Regions from separate parts of the Sus scrofa genome. Here all the other regions are linked to region 4. A link is a contact called in public HiChIP or PLAC-seq and promoter capture Hi-C data. All regions are on one chromosome and are shown on one strand. Each heading gives the region's core, a stretch centred on a gene start, on an enhancer-like site or on the middle of the called end of the contact. The rest is flanking DNA. Distances are from core to core; before and after follow the strand shown.

What was found. Promoter capture Hi-C pulls out the DNA fragments that hold promoters and counts their contacts. HiChIP or PLAC-seq counts read pairs in DNA pulled down with a chosen protein or histone mark.
Region 1: a contact with region 4 is called in an H3K27ac HiChIP or PLAC-seq map of skeletal muscle, with 2.9 times the contacts expected there. The contact joins the promoter of DRG1 here to the promoter of YWHAH in region 4. A contact is called at or near these places in 1 of 47 Hi-C or Micro-C datasets (alveolar macrophages) and 2 of 2 datasets of contacts at active chromatin or transcription factors (alveolar macrophages and skeletal muscle).
Region 2: a contact with region 4 is called in a promoter capture Hi-C map of fetal liver, with 5 times the contacts expected there. The contact joins the promoter of SFI1 here to the promoter of YWHAH in region 4. A contact is called at or near these places in 3 of 5 promoter capture datasets (fetal liver, fetal skeletal muscle and liver), 4 of 47 Hi-C or Micro-C datasets (epiblast stem cells, heart right ventricle and liver) and 2 of 2 datasets of contacts at active chromatin or transcription factors (alveolar macrophages and skeletal muscle).
Region 3: a contact with region 4 is called in a promoter capture Hi-C map of fetal liver, with 2.0 times the contacts expected there. The contact joins the promoter of PATZ1 here to the promoter of YWHAH in region 4. A contact is called at or near these places in 1 of 5 promoter capture datasets (fetal liver) and 2 of 2 datasets of contacts at active chromatin or transcription factors (alveolar macrophages and skeletal muscle).

The regions. Positions count from the first base shown.
Region 1 is chr14:48,123,240-48,128,097 of Sscrofa11.1, reverse strand. DRG1 (developmentally-regulated GTP-binding protein 1) reads right to left here and starts at 1,291. Exons shown (of 9, transcript XM_001927253.5): 1 at 1,125-1,291; 2 at 147-270. The coding sequence starts at 1,166.
Region 2 is chr14:48,207,256-48,211,937 of Sscrofa11.1, reverse strand. It overlaps SFI1 (protein SFI1 homolog), which reads right to left and starts at 1,399. Exons shown (of 33, transcript XM_005670867.3): 1 at 1,153-1,399.
Region 3 is chr14:48,090,767-48,095,547 of Sscrofa11.1, reverse strand. It overlaps PATZ1 (POZ-, AT hook-, and zinc finger-containing protein 1), which reads left to right and starts at 2,163. Exons shown (of 6, transcript XM_021073093.1): 1 at 2,163-2,637; 2 at 2,640-3,651. The coding sequence starts at 2,382.
Region 4 is chr14:48,541,231-48,545,825 of Sscrofa11.1, reverse strand. It overlaps YWHAH (14-3-3 protein eta), which reads right to left and starts at 1,795. Exons shown (of 2, transcript XM_001928076.4): 1 at 1,387-1,795. The coding sequence starts at 1,473.

The DNA of each region.
Region 1 (4,858 bases), core at 42-2,541, 420 kb after region 4:
CACAATTTAAGAATTTAAGCTTAGAAAATACTAATCTACTTTGATAGAAAATTTTTAATTATTTTTAAACCATACATTTTTACAGTTTTAATAATAAAAAAAAAAAGTACACCAAATAAAGAAAAAAGTTGAAGAAAAACACAAACCTTCTCCTGGCCCACCACCACCACCACCTTTTGGAGTAATGAGTTCCCTGCGAAGCTTAGCAAGGCGAGCCTTAAGCAGCCCTAGGTGGTGTGCTGTGGCCTTGTTCTTTTGAGTCCGAGCCATCTACAAGAGAGGAATCACAGCCATAAATCAGAAGCAGTTCCTACAAGGTAAAATATCCAGAATGAATGCCCCCCAGCTCACAGAATTGTGTTGTGGGTTTTTTTTTTGTTTGTTTTTTTTTTGGTCCATTTCTGCACTGCTGTCTTTTAAATTATAGTTGATTTACAATGTTGTGAGAATTCTTAGAATTCCCGCTTATGTTAATACACTCGTTTTAAGTCAGACTTATAAAAATAAAAATCCATTCACTCCATGACCCAGACCATTCCCCTCACTACAAAGAACTGAGGCCTAAAGAGAAGAAACATGACTAAGTTCATTACAATCAGCCTTCATAGATTAGATTAAAACAGCTGCTGATTCCTTTCCAACTGTTCATGGGTACCTGGTGTGACCCAATTGATTTTAAAGAACTCCGAGCACTTGCGACAAAAGAATCACAGAACAATCCAGGTGGAATCAACAGCTACCACAGACGACAATTTACTTCCAGATCCTATTCCCAGGATCAATACTCTGGGAAAGGAGATCATTAAAGCAGAGTTTGGAGGGGGTCCGAGGGATAAGGAAAGATACCGAATGAAGTACGTGATCAGGTCAGGGCTGAAGTGGGGGGATTAAGTGTTGCTCACAGAAAAGCCAGAAAAAACTAAAACGAAGTTCAGAAAGGAGTCGAACACTGGAAGAGGCGGGGGTATGGAACGTGGAACCGAGAAGAGGGAAGTCAAGGAAAGCGAGCCAAGGCTGAGGGGAATCGGGGAACGCGGCCCGGTCCAGACTCGGCTGAAGGAAGTTCAAGCATGAGCTACGGCCCGAAGAGGAACGCTCAGACGGACTTTTCGAGTGCCCATTACCTCGGCTTCGATCTCCGCGATCTTGGCTAAGGTGCTGCTCATGGTGACGAGTCGCACGGGGAACAGCTAGGTCCACACAGGTCTACCCTCTTCACATACCCGGCGGCGAACCAGCCGCAACCACCAGGCGCTATAGGGGTGCGCAAGCGCGGGATTTCATTGCTGTCGCGAGAGTTCCGCGCGAGGCACACCGCGAGATGTAAGCATGAAGTGGCCTTTCTAGCCAACATTCCCGCCCCCCTCCGAGCCGGCGCGGTGTCATAGAGCCCGCGGGAGCCAGGGCCAGAGAGGCCGCCCCTGTCCGCATCTCCCGGAGCGCGCGGAGGGTCGCGCGCCGCTCGGCCCCGCCCCACTTCGCTGTAATTGCTCTCAGCGCGTGGTGTGTGATGAGCGACTCCTGGCGAGTAGCCCGCGGCTCTCAGACCCTGCTAAAAAGCGCCGTAGCGCCCACCACCCGTCTTCCTTTGCAGGACCGACGGGTCTTGGGGCCCCTTGCACAGCTGGGGAAACACGCTGGGGGACTCCTCAGCCTCCTGGGTTGATATAGAGACCGATCTTTAGCCTGTCTGGCCTTCTTTGGAAAAGAAGATGCCCTCTTTCCATCACTCTTAATTATTTTTAGATGTCTGTTTTGTTTACCTCCTCCCCTAGCGGAGTGCGTGGCACATGGTGAGCCCACAGTAAGTGCATGATTTAATGGGTAATTCCCAGAGAACCAGTACTTGCAACATAGCCTCTAATACTGAAAAATTCTTAACTATGTTAATGTTCATCAGTGGGGAAATGGATAGATAATGGTACTTCTATGCTGTGGAATATTATTCTAGCCGTTAAAACATAGATCTGTGTGGTCTGACTGGAAGGATGTCCAAGTCATATTGTGAAAAAGAAAAAAAAAAATGGGGGAGGAATTCCTGCTGTGGCTCAGTGGGTTAAGGGTCCAGTTGAGGAGAGGAGAGGGAAGGGGAGGGGAAATAGTAGTAGAACTGCACCTACTTTGTGATCCCATTGATGTTAGTTTTTTAATTAGATGTTTATATAAATATACCTGTCACAAAGTGCACTGCGAAATGATCTGAGTAAAGGGGTAAAATCTCAAGCTGTTAGCAGTGGGATGGGGTGTAAGGAAAGACAGAGAAAGCCTTTCACTTGTTATTCCACATATTATTGTGTTGTTCAATTTTTTTAAGATTAATGCATCTAAGTATTTGTGTAATCATAAAATTTTAAATTTCAAAAGATTCCTCTTCCCCAAGTATCTTGCGAAGAGGAAGCCACGACGTCCAGGAGCTGTGTGCTGATTTTGAAAGCTGCTTCATGTGGAATCAATGAATTCTTGTTGATAAATTGATTGACCTATCAGGATCCACAGGCCAGGCTTAACTTGCCTCCTCTCAGACCTCCACTCAGCCCTGGGAAGGAAGCTTATTTATTTAAATTTGTAAGTAAGAACCATTTCTACTTGCCAGAGACACAAAAGGAGGTCTTATAGGGCATAAGGGAGAGAATGGGAAAAGGAAAGCTTTTATGGAAGGTCCCCAAAGGGCTCAGGAATTTCTTTCTTTAACTTCAGCCTTTTCGTAACTAAATTAAGAGGTGATTGAGGTACTTAGATCCCACACCTTCAGTAATGTGGGAGGGAAGGAGAGGAGAGGAAGTCTACCTGGAATGTGAGGTTATCAAAGATCAGTCTTTTTTTTCTTTTTTTTTTTTTTGTCTTTTTACTATTTCTTTGGGCCGCTCCCGTAGCACATGGAGGTTCCCAGGCCAGGGGTCCAATCGGAGCTGTAGCCACCGGCCTACACCAGAGCCACAGCAACGCAGGATCCGAGCCGCGTCTGCAACTTACACCACAGCTCACGGCAACGCCGGATCCTTAACCCACTGAGCAAGGGCAGGGACCGAACCCGCAACCTCATGGTTCCTAGTCCGATTCGTTCACCACTGCGCCACGATGGGAACTCCCAAAGATCAGTCTTAAAGACAGATAAAATCAAATCAGCAGACCTCTCCTAACTTAGAGTACTTAAGAACAATATCAAAGCTGTCATGCGGCTGCGGGTACGTTCTCCTTAGCAAATCTGTCCTCTGTCCTGGGAAGCCTGCCACGAAATTATTCACTTAATTGCTCAAAGACACCCCAGGACCCACCATGAGGGACCCAGGCTGTCAGGATTGTGCCAAAAGGTAATACTGATCTTCCCCACAGTCCTGGGTGGCCATCTTACTCATCCAAAAATATTAACTGAGCTCCTGCTGGGGCTTGGTTCTGTACCAGAGCTGGGGACAGAGCAGAGAGTGAATCAGACACTGTTCCTACACTCAAGAAGTTTCCAAATTGGGAGGTCAAGACCAGGCCTTTAAGCCCAGCTCCTAAGAGCCACAGCTAGCCCAGGTCTACACCACTGTATTTCTTAAAAAAAAAAAAAAAAAAATTATGAAACAGAGGAAAGACAGAAAAACTTTGTCTCTTGCCAGAATCCTCCAACCATTCTAAAATAACTGTATTTCGGAGTTCCCGACATGGCTCAGTGATTAACGAATCTGATTAGCAACCATGATGTCACGGGTTCAATCCCTGGCCCTGCTCAGTGGGTTAAGGATCCGTCCGGCATTGCTGTGAGCTGTGGTGTAGGTCGCAGACGAGGCTTGTATCTGGCATTGCTGTGGATGCGGTGTAGGCCGGCAGCTACAGCTCAGATTAGACCCCTAGCCTGGGAACTTCCATATGCTGCGGGTGTGGCCCTAGAAAAGGCAAAAAAAATTTAAAAATAAAATAAAATAACTGTATTTATTCAAATGTGCAGGTATTCTATGGCACTATCCTCCCATCCTTCCACCACCCACATCTGGATAATTCTTAACCTCAGAGTGTCCTGACCCATATAGTCTCTGAGAAGCATTCCTTGGTTCTCAAGGCTGAATAGAGGTCTGCCAATGGCTTCCCCAGGTTCTAACCCCATCAGAGCACATCATTCTGCTTGTTTTCTTGTCTGACTCCCCACTAGCCCCTGAGCCCATGAGGGAGGAGCAGTATAAATCTCCAGTACCAGCATGGGGGCAGCTACAGCAAGCCCTTGCAACATATTTACGAAAAATGGAAATTAAAAACAAGGAGACAGGAAAAAAATTTTTTTAAGAACCAGTAAAGATTTTTTTTCCTAAATGAGGATTTATACCTAATTATAGACACTATAGTAAGTGAGAAATAAACACCTGTGTCTAGGTAATAGCAGGAGAAGCAACAGAATAATGATACATGAAAAAATCCATGTCGCCACTATTTTTTCATCTTTTTAGGGCACACCCACAGCATATGGAGTTTTCCAGGCTAGGGGTCAAATCAGAGCTGTAGCTACTGGCCTACACCACAGCCACAGAAACATCAGATCCCAGCTGAGTTTGCAACCTAAATCATAGCTCACAGCAACAATGGATCCTCAACTCACTGAGCAAGGCCAGGAATCAAACTTGTGTTCTCATGGATGCTAATCAGATTTCTTTCCCCGATCCATGATGCGAACTCTTGTTACCACTTTTTTTTTTTTTTTGTCTTTTGTCCTTTTAGGGCCACACCCACAGTATATGGAGGTTCCCAGGCTAGAGGTCGAATCGGAGCTGCTGGCCTATGCAAAGCCACATCTGCAACCTACACCACAGCTTACAGCAATGCCAAATCCTTAACCCACTGAGCAAGGCCAGGGATTGAACCCACACCCTCATGGTTCCTAGTC
Region 2 (4,682 bases), core at 150-2,649, 330 kb after region 4:
GGATTCGTTAACCACTGCGCCACGACGGGAAATCCTAATATAATTCTTAAATACATATGCTAACTTGAAAATCATAAATGTAAAAGTATTTTAAGTTCCTACAATATTCTTCAGCTTCTATCAATGAGAAATGAATAATCTTACTAAAGAAAAGCATGGAAATACCTAAATCTATATTCTATGTCCCAGAATAAATTTCAACTACTTCCCTCAGGAAGTCTTCCATGACACCTCCAAGCCTGATACCTCCATGGCCCTTAGGTGGATACCACAGCACCTAGAATGTACAGACTAGATTTAGAATAGCGTTCATGGGAGTTCCCGCCCTGGCCAGGGGAAACAAATCGGACGAAGAACCATGAGGTTGTGAGTTCCATTCCTGGCCTCAGTGGGTTAAGGACCCCGCGTTGCAGTGAGCTGTGGTGTAGGTCACAGACAGGCCAGTAGCTATAGCTCCGATTACACCCCTAGCCTGGGAACCTCCATATGCCAGAGGTTCAGCACTAAAAAAAAGACCAAAAAAAAAAAAAAAAAAAAAAGCATTCATGGAGTGGGTACTCTGTGCCAGGCAGAGTACTAACCACTTTTCATTTTACCTGCTTCAATACAACCACCCTACTTTTCATTCTATAATCATCTTCATTTTATAAACGAGGTGCCCAAAGTCATCAGCTAAGTGGTACAGCTGGGACTGGTACTCACTCCCTAACAGCATTCACTCAACAAAATTTACCATAACCCAGAGGTTTACAAAAAACCTGAATGGCCTCTCATCAAACAAACAAACAAACAAACAAAACCGAGCACTAATCTCCCACTGAATGTTTTTGCCCAATTGGCCCTCGAAGCTCAGGTATGGCCCCTGAGGTCTACATACCCTTGCCCCTCACTTGGTCACGCAGCAGAGATCAAGAAACCCTCAATTCGTATCCGCTCACGCAAATGAGCCTTGCACGGATGCGGCACGGGCTCCCAGCTCGTCGCGCACGAGCCCCGCGGAAGAACGCCACGCCCCGCGAGAAGCGAGGGCTCCTGGCGCCGCCCGGTGCTCTCTTTCCACCTCTTTTCCATCCCCAGACCTCAGCCCCGTGGGCTGGAAGCATCACCTGCACTTCTACAGGAGGAGGAAGCGGAGGCTCCCACAGGACTCACCTGGCCGGACTCGGAAGATCGCGCGCTCGCCGCTGGGCTCCGGCTGGAGGGTCCAAGCCACTGAGAGGCTGGGGACTATCGAACCCGGCCTCGCGCCTGGGGAAGCCTAGCCTCCCGCCTCGCGCCCCGAAGTTTTGGTAAACACGAAGCGGACCCGGCCCGCTGGCGCAGCCCAAACCAGCCTCTGAGGTTCCCGCGCCTCTGCACGCAGGTCCGCGCCGGCCCCGCCCCCGTCTCCACGGCGACGCGGCGTGCGTAAGGGACGCCCGGCCGGGTCCCGGGGAGTTCACGCAGCGTCAGTGCGGCAGGGTCACGCCCCCCTCTGGCAGCGAGGGAGAGTCCGCACTGTGAATTTCCCTTGAGGTGGGCCGACCGACGCTTTGTCTGGCTCGCCCCACGGAGGGCGCTCTACCTCCGAGGCCCACTCGCTTCACACAGAGCTCAGCCTCCTACTGCTACTCTCAGACGCCAGGAGTGGGAGCTGTTTCGAAGCCGATCCCCTAGTTAAGCTTCGTGAGGCAAGCACTAGGAACGAGGCTCCGGGCTGAAGTCCTCCAGCCCGCACCTCTAGGCTCCTGCCTATCTGGCTTTTGGTTCTCCATGGTTCCCAGGCAGCACGAGCCGGTCCCCGAGGCATAGGTTGCGCGCCTGCGTGGGCCACGAATGTTGTCAATCTGGACTAAGTGGGTGCGGGCGCGAGGTTTCGCAGTCCCTGAATTAAATTATCCCAGGCTGCTATCTTAACCTTCCTTTTAAAATGTAATTAACGAGCATTAATTGTTAGTAATAGTTATTTTTTTATAATTGGGCCCACTCTGATGTTTTAAAAATAGGGGTGGGAAACGGTAGGTAAGATAGTTTTATATCCTTTTTCTCCTGCGCTTTGGAAAGCACTTGAGATTTCTGGTGGAGAACGCAAAGGCTGGCATTATGTTTTTTTGCTTATTTGTCTTTTTGCCTTTTCTAGGGCCGCTACTGCGGCATATGGAGGTGCCCAGGCTAGGGGTCTAATCGGAGCTGTAGCCGCCAGCCTACTCCAGAGCCACAGCAACGCCAGATCCGAGCCGCGTCTGCAACCTACACCACAGCTCACGGCAACGCTGGATCCTTAACCCACTGAGCGCAGCCAGGAATTGAAGCCGCAACCTCATCTTTCCTGGTCAGATTCGTTAACCACTGAGCCACGATGGGAACTCCTGGCATTATGTGTTTAAATGCTTGAAAATTTTTACGTTATAAACGGGAGGAAAGGAGTTCCCTGGTGGTCTAGTGCTTGGGATTTGGCATGTGACTTGGTTTCCATCCCTGCCCCAGGAACTTCCGTGGGCCGCGGGTGCAGCCAGAAAGACCCCAAACCAAACCAAAACAAAACAGGAGGAAAAATAACCATTGTTGGGTTTCTCGGGACTGAAATTACAGGTAGTTTGCATTTTTGCTCTATTTTCTACCTATGGTAAATTTTGTAAAAACGTGTTTAATATAAGTTCCACTTAAGCAGGACACGGGAGCCAATCTTTTAGGCAGGACTATTTGCTGAAGTTATGTGACCAACTATTTTTAAAGTAATTTAGTGGTTTTCAAAGTCTTAATTAACACTGTAGGAGTTCCCGTCGTGGCACAGTGGTTAACGAATCCGACTAGGAACCATGAGGTTGCGGGTTCGGTCCCTGCCCTTGCTCAGTGGGTTAACGATCCGGCATTGCCGTGAGCTGTGGTGTAGGTTGCAGACGCGGCTCGGATCCTGCGTTGCTGTGGCTCTGGTGTTGGCCGGTGGCTACAGCTCCGATTCAACCCCTAGCCTGGGAACCTCCATATGCCGCGGGAGCGGCCCAAGAAATAGCAACAACAACAACAACAAAAGACAGAAAGACAAAAAAAGAAAAAAAAAAAAAAAAAAAACACTGTAGCTAATACTCACTTACTGTAAAATTAGTCTTTATTGTAAGAGCTTTATATAAATTATATGTGTATATAAATTTATGACAAACCTAGGATGATAGATCGTGTTTTCTAGATGATTTGCTGATCCTTTCTGTCATTTGCATTTATCATCTCAGTTTTGACTAAAATAGGAAAGCAAGGTGTTTCCATTTGAGTTATAATGAAAATAATTAGTCCTATTAGGAAAAATTAGAAATAACAGTATAGAATAACAGTAGCTAGTGCAGCAGCACTCAGTGGTGTCAGGCTCTGTTTTAAATACTTTACATATGTAAAATCAAAGCTGTAAAGTGCCAAGAAGGGGTTTAGCCTCTGCAAATAATTTGCTGTGTGGTTTTTCTTTACATGATGCCAAAATTGTGAAACTGTTCAAATTCTGTTTTCTTTGAACTAGGGATAACCCTTGGAGAAAGAAAAACTGAGTAGGAAAAAGCCCATTTAGGGAGGTGTAATCCCAACTTTTTGAGATGAGGCTGCTCTCAAAAATTCTAGGTTTCTAATTTCCATTTTCTTCTTTACTGTTTTTGGACTGCTAATTTCTCCAACTGACTGAAACTCGGAGTCCCTTAGGCCAAACTGAACCAAGAATTTGAACCTAACCAAGATCTTACAAATACTTAATGAAGAAGTAGAATAAAACATTTTTCTCTTTTATTCTTTCAAAGTTTCCCATACTGCTATTTGAAAATTCATTTCAGTTGCAAAAGTGTGCCCCCTTTTTTAGAATTACAAATTATCATTCCTGCCAAAGAGAATAACATTCAAAAGCTACAATGAAACAAGGATTTGTAGGCATCTAGTTTTACATAACAAGAAAGGTTAAAACTGGAGTTCCTGTCGCGGTGCAGTGGTTAACGAATCCAACTAGGAACCATGAGGTTGCGGGTTCGATCCCTGCCCTTGCTCATTGGGTTAATGATCCAGCGTTGCCGTGAGCTATGGTGTAGGTCGAAGACGCAGCTCGGACCCCGAGTTGCTGTGGCTCTGGCGTAGGCTGGCAGCTACAGCTCCGATTAGACCCCTAGCCTGGGAAATAATATATGCCACGGGAGCGGCCCGAGAAATGGCAAAATGACACACACACACAAAAAAAAAAAAAAAAAAAAGGAAAAAGAAAGGTTAAAACAAGTTTATAGATGCCTTAGTAAAGTATTGACTTTACTAATTATTTGCCCCTAGGTAATACTTGTGTTCTCCTTTAATTAATAAGGACAAGTTAAGATTCATAAGAGGTAAGAAGTTAGTTGAGAACAACTTTCTACAAGACATGAAGGAATAGCCTGTGGGAAGAGTACATCCTAGCTAGGATAGATCAGAGGACCCAGAAAATGAGCTCCAAGCCAGGCTTCTATTATGATAACCATATGCCATGAGCAGATTTTGTATATGGCTTGAAGTAATTTAAAAATAATGCCCACAGGGCGTTCCCTTTGTGGCTCAGTGGTTAGCAAAACCAACTACCATCCCTGAGGACTAGGGTTTGATCCCTGGCCTCACTCAGTGGGTTAAGGATCCAGCATTGATATGAGCTGTGGTGTAGGTCCAGAGGCACAGATGTGGCTCAGATCCCATGTTGCTGTGGCTCTGGT
Region 3 (4,781 bases), core at 914-3,413, 450 kb after region 4:
TTTCCTCAAACCTCTAAGTTGCTACATTTATTTTCCTCAAAAGGCTTTTGGCATCTACTCCGATTTAGGAAGAGGGGAGGTGTGTAAGGAGAGAGACCCAGCTCAGTATTAAGTGTTGCGCAAACCTCACCAAGACAGGTGCTGCTGCCTCGGTCTACGTATAAGGAAACTGATTGTGTTTAATCAGAGAGGCCAAGTGACCGGCACTAGGACACGCAACCAGAGAGCTGAGGTCTAGGATTCGAACTCCGGTTCTCCCGAGGCGCTACGCCCGGAAGCCCCCGGGCGCGCGTGGCTTGGCGCGAGCAGGGCGCTCAGCGGTGGGAATCCCGAGCGAAGTTGGAAGCCGGGCCTGTTCATTTGCATGCTAATACCCAGAATGCTTTTCCCCCGCACACCGCTTCTCTTAATGGAAGCGCTCAGTTTGGAACCGTGAAAAGTTTGGAACACATACTTCGCTCCTCTTTGCAACTGTGGGAACTTCCCGCCCGCACGTGCGGTGCCTGCAGCCCGAAGCTCCAAGTCGGGCTGCCTTGCGGCGGCCGCCAACGCTATACAGGCAGACGAACCTCTGGGTCCAGCCCGCGCGTGGCAGCATCTTCAGGACCGCCGGGGACAAAGCGCTCAGGCCCGCAGGCGGGGCCCATGGCCTGAGCGCTCGGCGACTCGCTGGGCTGCAGGCGCTGGGGATGCTTTCGACCTCGGGAAGCCAAAGGGCGCTCCCTGGAGTCTCCAGTACCCCTGATTCCTGGGGTGTGCGGGGATCCCTGCTCCTGCCCTTGCCTCTATGTTGTCGCCTCCCTGAACTGGTGACTTTCCCATCCCTGGGGCACAAAGCTCGGCGTGTGGCGGCTTGGGGGAGAAGGACGATGGACTCATATCCCCAGCTATGCCGGGCGCGCAGCCCCTTTGGTTCAGTCAGCGTGCGGGGTGCAGAAGCAGCTCCAGAGGTTCGGCCTGCCCCCAGTCAGGACCCCGGGCCCTCTCTGGGGTTGGGAGCGGGGAGGCGGTCGCAGGCGACTTCTAGGGATTTCGTGCATCGAAAGGGAGCTCTTAAGGTTAGCCGACGCCCGCTCGACTTACGGGTGCGCATCGCAGGCTGGGGGGGGCTCAGATCTGTACCCCCTTGATCTCCCCCTTTCCCCCGCCCCGTCACTAGCCGCCACTGTTGGCCGGGAGGGAGGGGCAGCGGGAGCTGGTTTGCTGGCTTGGCGCTTCGTTTGCATTGGTCCGGGGGGGCTGAGACTGCAGCCCCCGGCCCTGCGGGCGGGGTGGGAAGGCGGGGGCCGGACGGGGGCTCAGCCTGCGCTAGCATTGGCGGAGCAGGGGACTGGGGAGGGGGGGCAGGAAGCGGGGGGAGCGGAGCTGCGGGGGGGTGTGTATAAATAGGGAAGGGGGGACGTGCATCCTCGGCTGGGTGAGGGGGGGGCGCTCCGCACAAAGAAAGTGGAAAGTTTGCAGCGCGGGGCGGTCCGGGCCAGGAATCCGGGTGCGCACGTGCAGGGCCAGGGGCGCAGGGGGCCCCCCACGCCGAGCTCGCCGTTTCTTTTTTTTTTCTGCAAGCGAGGGGGGGGGTGTTGTTGGTATCGCCCCCTCCTTCTCCTCCCCCCAGGGGTGAAAGTGCAAGAGGAAGTGCAGCCGCTGCCATCTTTCCTCCGCTCCGAACACACGGAGCCCGGGGCCGCAGCGCCGCCGCTCCGCCGCCGCCTTCGCCCGGCCCAGGAAAGGGCCAGCCCTGCAGCCGTTACCGCCGCCCGCCCGCTCCAGCCTTCGCTGCGGACATCGCCCGCCAGCCTCCGGGACCCGGCCTGCGCTGCCGCCCCGGTGCGCGCCCCACCGCCGCCGCCGCCTTAGCCTTTTGTTTCCTCCGCTCCGGCGCCCCCGCCCCGGCTCGCGCTTTGCAGGGGACGCAGCGCGCGCCCCCAGCGGGCCCGGGAAAAGCCGCGGCGCGCGCACGCGCCTGCGTGACAGACCCCTCCTCCTCCCCGTGCGCGCGCGCCCCTCTTGGCTGCGCGCCGGCGCCGCCTGGCGGGCGGGAGGGGAGGTGGCAGGAGCGTTTGCGGGAGGGGCGCACCTCTTTGCTCGCGCACCCCCCGAGAGGTAGACCGAGAAGGGGAGGCGGGCCGGTGGAGAGGAGAGAGGAGTGCAGGATTCAGCAGGGGTGGGGGCAGCTATGTGGGAGGTGGTGCGCTCTGCAGTCTAGACAGTCCGATCCGGGCAGGGGGCGTGTGCGCTCGGCGCACCTGCGAGACTACAGAGCCCGGGGCCGGCACGTGTGGGGAGTGTAGACACGTTCGCTGCGCTCTGCTTCTCGCTGCCTAGGGGAAGGGAGTGGGGCGGGCAAGTGCCGCGGCCCGGTTTGTGGGGAGGGGGTGGCGGCCATGGAGCGGGTGAACGACGCTTCTTGCGGCCCGTCGGGCTGCTACACCTACCAGGTGAGCAGACACAGCACGGAGATGCTGCACAACCTGAACCAGCAGCGCAAAAACGGCGGGCGCTTCTGCGACGTGCTTCTGCGGGTGGGCGATGAGAGCTTCCCAGCGCACCGCGCGGTGCTGGCCGCCTGCAGCGAGTACTTTGAGTCGGTGTTCAGTGCCCAGTTGGGCGACGGCGGAACTGCGGAGGGGGGTCCCGCTGACGTGGGGGCGCAGCGGCGGCCCCAGGCGGTGGGGCTGGGGGCAGCCGGGAGCTAGAGATGCACACCATCAGCTCCAAGGTGTTCGGGGACATCCTGGACTTCGCCTACACTTCCCGCATTGTGGTTCGCCTGGAGAGCTTCCCCGAGCTTATGACGGCTGCCAAGTTTCTGCTGATGAGGTCCGTCATTGAGATTTGCCAGGAAGTCATCAAACAGTCCAATGTGCAGATCCTGGTGCCCCCTGCCCGGGCCGACATCATGCTCTTTCGTCCCCCTGGGACCTCGGACTTAGGCTTCCCTTTGGACATGACCAATGGAGCAGCCTTGGCAGCCAACAGCAATGGCATCGCAGGCAGCATGCAGCCCGAGGAGGAGGCGGCTAGGGCAGCTGGTGCAGCCATTGCGAGCCAAGCCTCCCTGCCTGTGTTACCTGGTGTGGACCGCTTGCCCATGGTGGCTGGACCCTTGTCTCCCCAACTGCTGACTTCCCCGTTCCCCAATGTGGCATCCAGTGCCCCTCCCCTGACTGGCAAGCGAGGCCGGGGCCGCCCAAGGAAGGCCAACCTTCTGGACTCAATGTTCGGGTCCCCAGGGGGCCTGAGGGAAGCAGGCATCCTTCCCTGTGGCCTGTGTGGGAAGGTGTTCACTGATGCCAATCGGCTCCGGCAGCACGAGGCCCAGCATGGTGTCACCAGCCTCCAGCTGGGCTACATCGACCTTCCTCCTCCAAGGCTGGGCGAGAATGGGCTACCCATCTCAGAGGACCCCGACGGCCCCCGAAAGAGGAGCCGGACCAGGAAGCAGGTGGCCTGTGAGATCTGCGGCAAGATCTTCCGAGACGTGTACCATCTCAATCGGCACAAGCTTTCCCACTCGGGGGAGAAGCCCTATTCCTGCCCCGTGTGTGGGCTGAGGTTCAAGAGAAAAGATCGCATGTCCTACCATGTGCGGTCCCACGATGGGTCCGTGGGCAAGCCCTACATCTGCCAGAGCTGTGGGAAAGGCTTCTCCAGGTGAGGAATGGTGCCCCCCTCTAGGACTGGTCCTGTTCCTGGCTCACGGAACAGCTCCTTGTCAGGATCTGGGGTTGTGAGACTTGTGGGGGTCACTTGACCTTGTAGGGCCTGGTCAGGTTTGGGGAGAGTGTTTTACTGGTCCTGATTTTGAGATGGTGTGGCCAAGGGCTGCTTTCTCTTCCCTCAGGGAAGTTCTCTGGCTCTAGGCGTGCCCTGCTGTCTCTCTTCCTCAGGGCCTTGTGGGAAAGGGCCGGATTCCTCAGGCCTCAGCCACCGGGCCTCACCATTCTTCTCCCTGGGCTCCCTTTGTGTTTCCGGCACCAGGCGAGGGGCCCCCTCTGGGGGCGGGAGGGGTGGCTGGGCTCCTCGTCTTTCCCCGCTTGAATGGCTGCTGGGGGAGGGAAATGAAACAAGTGCTTGGGGACTCCCGCGCCTCCCCCTGCCCAGTGCAGCCTTCGTGACCCTGGGTTAGTAAGACTCCAGCTCTGCCCCTCACAGCCCCAGAATCACAGGGCACAGAACTGGGCACCCAGAGTCTCTTCTGAACAGCAAAATCTTTCATCTGCTCTGACCTGGGGTTCCAGAGCCTTCCTGAACCCACAGATCTTCTTTATGTTCACTGGACAGAGAGGAAGAGGAGCAGGATGTCTTTTTAGATTGACTATTTAGTGAGCCTGATAAGGAACTGAAGACTTGTCTGAGAGCGAAGGGTTGTTTTTCCTCTTAGGAGAGTATTTGGAATAAAAGGCTGGTTTTAACTTGCCTGGGTACTGAAGACCTTGTGTATATGAACGAAGTGAAGGAGAACTCCCTCAGTGGGGCCCCAACTAGGAACCAGTCTTACCGGTCAGGCAGCCCTTGCCCACCTGCTCTGTTGGGCATCTGGTTTACCAGCCCAGCTGGGGACTTAAGGCTTCATCCCTTGGCCTCTGGGGACTGAATTCCATCCGGGTGGCATTCATTGGCTGCTGTGGCGGGAGAGGCTGGGGGAGGGGAATACTGAGTTTCTAAGGGGCTTTAGTCTGGACAATGAATCACAAATTCCCCCTCCCAGAAAGGCTGCAGCGAGGCAGCCCGGTCTCATTCTAAAGCCACCTCCTTGGGTCCTAGAAATTATTGAGTTTCTG
Region 4 (4,595 bases), core at 546-3,045:
CAATGAATCAACAAATGCGAGGTGGCGGCAGCAGTGGTGGTTTCCAAACATCTGGTTCAATGTGTGACAAGGACAACATGGAAGAGATAACTCTTCAAGTACACTTCTTACCTGGATAAGCCCAAATATTGACCTCAACAACATACTTCACATATTACTATTGAAAGCTTTAAAAGGAGCTTTTTATATGACTCTGACATTTTAGGAAGCCTCTGTATTTGTGGGTTTTTTCCTCTAAGAAATCCCCTCCCAAGGCTCGAAAAAGGGCAAATGAGCTGTAGAATCCAGGGCAGTCTAAAAAAAAAAAAAAAAAAAAAGAATCCAGGGCAGTAATTGCTGAACTTAAACCTACTAACACTTGCCACTTGAGGGCTGGTTCAAGTGCAGCTGAGCTCCACCCCCAGGGTTTCTGAGTCTTTAGGTCTAGGGTGGGGCCCCAGGAGATCCTTTCAGGTCTCAGGAGGTGGAACACTGGGTGAACATGGCAGGTTGGTGGCCGCAGCTGTGGCTATACCCGTGTGACCTTGACGCAGAGGGAAGTAATGTTCATTTGGAGAAAACGTGAAATAATGCGCGGAGACGAGGTTAGCGAGGAGTTCGCCACAACCCTAAGTCTCAGGCACGCAGGTGGTATCTAATCCAGGGCATTTGCCAGGGTGTGGTCGGCAAAGGCTCCTTCCCCGGAAATCGAGCTGCAGACAGGTCTCTGAGGGTCTCGGCAAGGCAAAGGTACACGGGCTCGGCCCGCCCAGGAGTCACGACCCGTTTTAGTCTCCAAGCAGATGGGTGCCGCATCCAACCTGGAAGGAGCCACACGCCCGCCACCCTCCCGCCGGCTTGCGGGGGGGAGGGGGGGGGTCTCCGCACACAATGCGGACCCCGGGCGTGGGAGGATGGAACCAGAACGATTCCAGCGAGCGGAGCAAAAACGGATCGGAATTACACCGACTGCAGGTAGTGGCAGCGGAAACCATGAGAGACAGGGCGCCACTCACTAGGTGATTCTTTATTACAAGTTGGGGTGTGGAGAAAAGAGGGGGTGCCCCAGCCCGACAGAAATATCCAGAAGGAGAAATGTGACTCCCTCACCTTCCCACGGGCACCCTCCCTCACCTGTGGTCCGAGCTGGGATATGGCGACCCCCGACCACCAGATGGCCCGCCCGCGGGGTCACCGCCGCACCCCCTCCCTAGAAACCCCACCAGGGCCCGGCCGCAGGAAATGGCGGGGCGCGCGGCGGGCGCGGGAAGCGCGGTGTGCGGGCGGGTGGCCGCGCCCAGCGGGGCGGCGGGGTCGCCCCAGGCCTGGAGGGAGCAGCCGCCTGGTTGCCCACCCTTCCCCTGCGTCGGGCCCCCGGCCGGCCGCCCGGGCGTCCGGCGCGCTCACCGCCTTCATGGCGGAGGCCATGTCGTCGTAGCGCTCCGCCTGCTCGGCCAGCCGCGCCCGCTGCAGCAGCTGTTCGCGGTCCCCCATGTCGCTATGGCTCGGCCTCGCCTCGCGCCCAGCTCCACTCGCTTGCTAGCCCGCGCGTCCGCTCCCGGTCGCCGCGGAGGCCGCCGCCGCGCACGCGCACTGGCTCGCCGGCCCGCCTAGGCTACAAGCAGCAGGCAGCACCGATCGACCTCTCGCTGGCTCGCCTCGCGCGCTGTGGCTCGCACCGCGGACGCCGCCGAGAGAGGACAGGCGGTCACGCGGGGGGATGGGCGGATGGGAGGACGCCTGCGCAGTGGGAGGGGCAGGGCCGGGCGGCGCGGAGCGGCGCAAGTGGGAGGGGGGAAGGGCGGGCCGGCCCTAACGGTCTATTTCAAGGTGACGTCAGCTACTATAAATAGCTGCGACCACCGCCCCGCCCCAAAGCCGCGCAGGCGCCGTGCGAGTGCTGCATTTTACCACCGCAGAGGTGGAGGTGAAGAGGGGACCGCTGGGGTGGGGACTGCAGAGATCGGGGAAGGGGCCGGGAGATGGCTGCTCCGCTGGCAGCGCACTGTCACGGCCCCACCCGGAAAGGTGCTTCTGAACCCATGTTAGAGCACTAGATTGAGAAGGGACTCCAAAGCAAATAAAACTAGCGCTTGGGGAAGCCAGGAGGCCGCATGCCCGACGGGCGGTCTGGACCCGCCCCCGCCCAGTCTAACCGTTCGGCTTCGCAGGGCCACACCCAGCACTTGGGTCTGCGCTGGCAGATTAGAGTCGGTCCCGCCTAACGTCCCCCCCACCCCCACCCCACAACACATTCATTCACTGCGCCTCCACCCTAGGGAGTGGCCTTGTGCAGACTGTGCCTTTACGCGGGAGGAGGGACTGACCGGCCCGGCTGAGGCGGATAACCTTCGTGACACACCTGCTAGGAGCTGGCCCAGTGCTAGGCCTTTCCAGGCACGATCGTATCTGATGCTCACAACTCAGGCCAGTGGGTACAGCTGGCCTCTTTTTTCAAAGCCAGACCAGTGTGAGTTGCTCAAGGTTACTGTTGGCCTGTAAAGTGGCAAAGAGGAGAGTGGACCCGCTGGTCACTGAGCCAGTCCTGGCGTTCCACGCTGAGGAACCCTGGTGCCAGGCCCAGGGCTGGGCCTCGGACAAGAGAGGAAAATCCCAATAACTAAAGCATGACCAGACCTAGTATACCATGCGAAGGGCAGTGCAGGAGAAGGGGCCTGAGGTTCTCTGAGAATTTTATTGAGCACCTACTGCATGCTCAACACTGGGGGAAAGAGTAGGTGCAGAATGAGTAGGACACTCAGTTCTCTCTGTGGCTCAATGAGGTCATCTTGGGAGGGCTGGAATGCAGGTTTAATCCCCAGCCTGGTACAGTGGCTTAAGGATCTAGCACTGGATCCCTGGCCCAGGAATTCCGTATGCCCAGGGGAGGACAAAAAAGAAAAAAAAGAAAAAAAAAAAAAAGAGTTAAGACGCAGCCCCTGTCTCGGAGAAGCAGATGTCTGAATACCCCAAAGGAGGTAAGCTGGTCCAGATAATGTCAGGGAAAAGGTGGGAGAGAGTGGGGTCTGCAAAGACAAAGCCTTGGCAGTGAAGATAAAAACAAAATGGTGAGAAAGGTCGGGCAGTGGGACATGAGGTGAGGTAAAAAACAAGACTGTGGAGTGTTTTCAATGCCAGGCTGAAGATCTGAAGCATCCCTAGGTAGTTGGGAACCACCAGAGGCATGGAAGCCACATTTCAGGCCAGGAGTCTTACTTTGGAGAGTCAGATGCATTAGAAAGGAGAGAGAGGAGGAGTTCCCGTCCTGGCACAGTGGTTAACGAATCCGACTAGGAACCATGAGGTTGCAGGTTCGGTCCCTGCCCTTGCTCAGTGGGTTAATGATCCGGCGATGCCGCGAGCTGTGGTGTAGGATCCCGAGTTGCTGTGGCTGTGGTTTAGGCTGGCAGCTACAGCTCCGATTAGACCCCTAGCCTGGGAACCTCCATATGCCCGGAAGCGGTCCAAGAAATGGCAAAAAGATGAAAAACAAAACAAAACAAAAAAACAAAGGAGAAGGAACTGGAGAGTGGGCCTTTTCTGAACCTCTGTTTTACAATCTGGGAAAATTGGACTTGAAAGACTGTTTAAGGCACTGTAGAAGAGAAGAAATCCTGGAATGTCAGAGCTGGCAGGACCCTTAGACTCACCACTGTCCAACCCCTTATCCCAAGTAAGGGGAAGCTGAGGTCTGGGGAGGAGGAGAGGCTGGCTGCAGTTTGCATGGCCAGTGAGCAGAGCTGGGTCTCCCATACCAGGTCTCCTGCCTCCGGGGCCACTATCTCTCTGCTGCTACAGTGAGGACTCAGGACCCATGACACAGCATTTGTGTGTCTGGGAAGAAGTCCCCACCTCAGGCTTTGAAGAGTTACCTTTGTTAACTACACATGGATGGAATTGAGGTTAGCAAACCAGGCTGATTTTTCCCTTAGTGAATATCTTTAAGGGGTGTGAGAGATAGTAACATTATCCACTGTGGGCTCCATGAGGATGGGTTCTGTGAGATGTGGGCAGCCGGCCAGCACTGGGGGCACCTCCACAGTTTCTTCCAGCCCTGAGAGGAGTTAGAGCCCTTCTAGCTTCTGATCATGTTGGACAGAGATTGATTTCAGAGCAGTAAAAATCAGGTAGACTAGAGCATTCTAAATAACTGATTTGGACATTCATGAATGTCAAATGGGAGACACTTCGGTTCTCCCATAAAGCTTTTCTTTCCTTTTCACCAACTACACTGTCCCTACTTCCTCACCTCCCACCCACCCCTCAGCCCAATGTACTCTGGCTGTACCCCACTCCTCCAACCTACGGAACCCTCACTGTGGCCACCAATCCAATGTCACTGCACAGTCCTCACCTTCCCGGCCCTCTTGGCTGCACTGGGCACAACTGCTCTCCCTTCCTTGACAGGCTCTTAGCTCCATGACCCTGCACTAGCCTGACTTCTCTCTGCTGCCCTGGCTGCTCCTCTTTTGTCTCCTGTGTGAGTTGGTCTTCTCAGCCTACCCTGAAACATGGGGGTTCCTCAGAACTCTGCCCCACCCCTCTGCCCTATCCTGGGCAACCTCATCCACACCTGCTCTTGAAGGGAACCCAACCACATTGCCAGCACCGGGCCA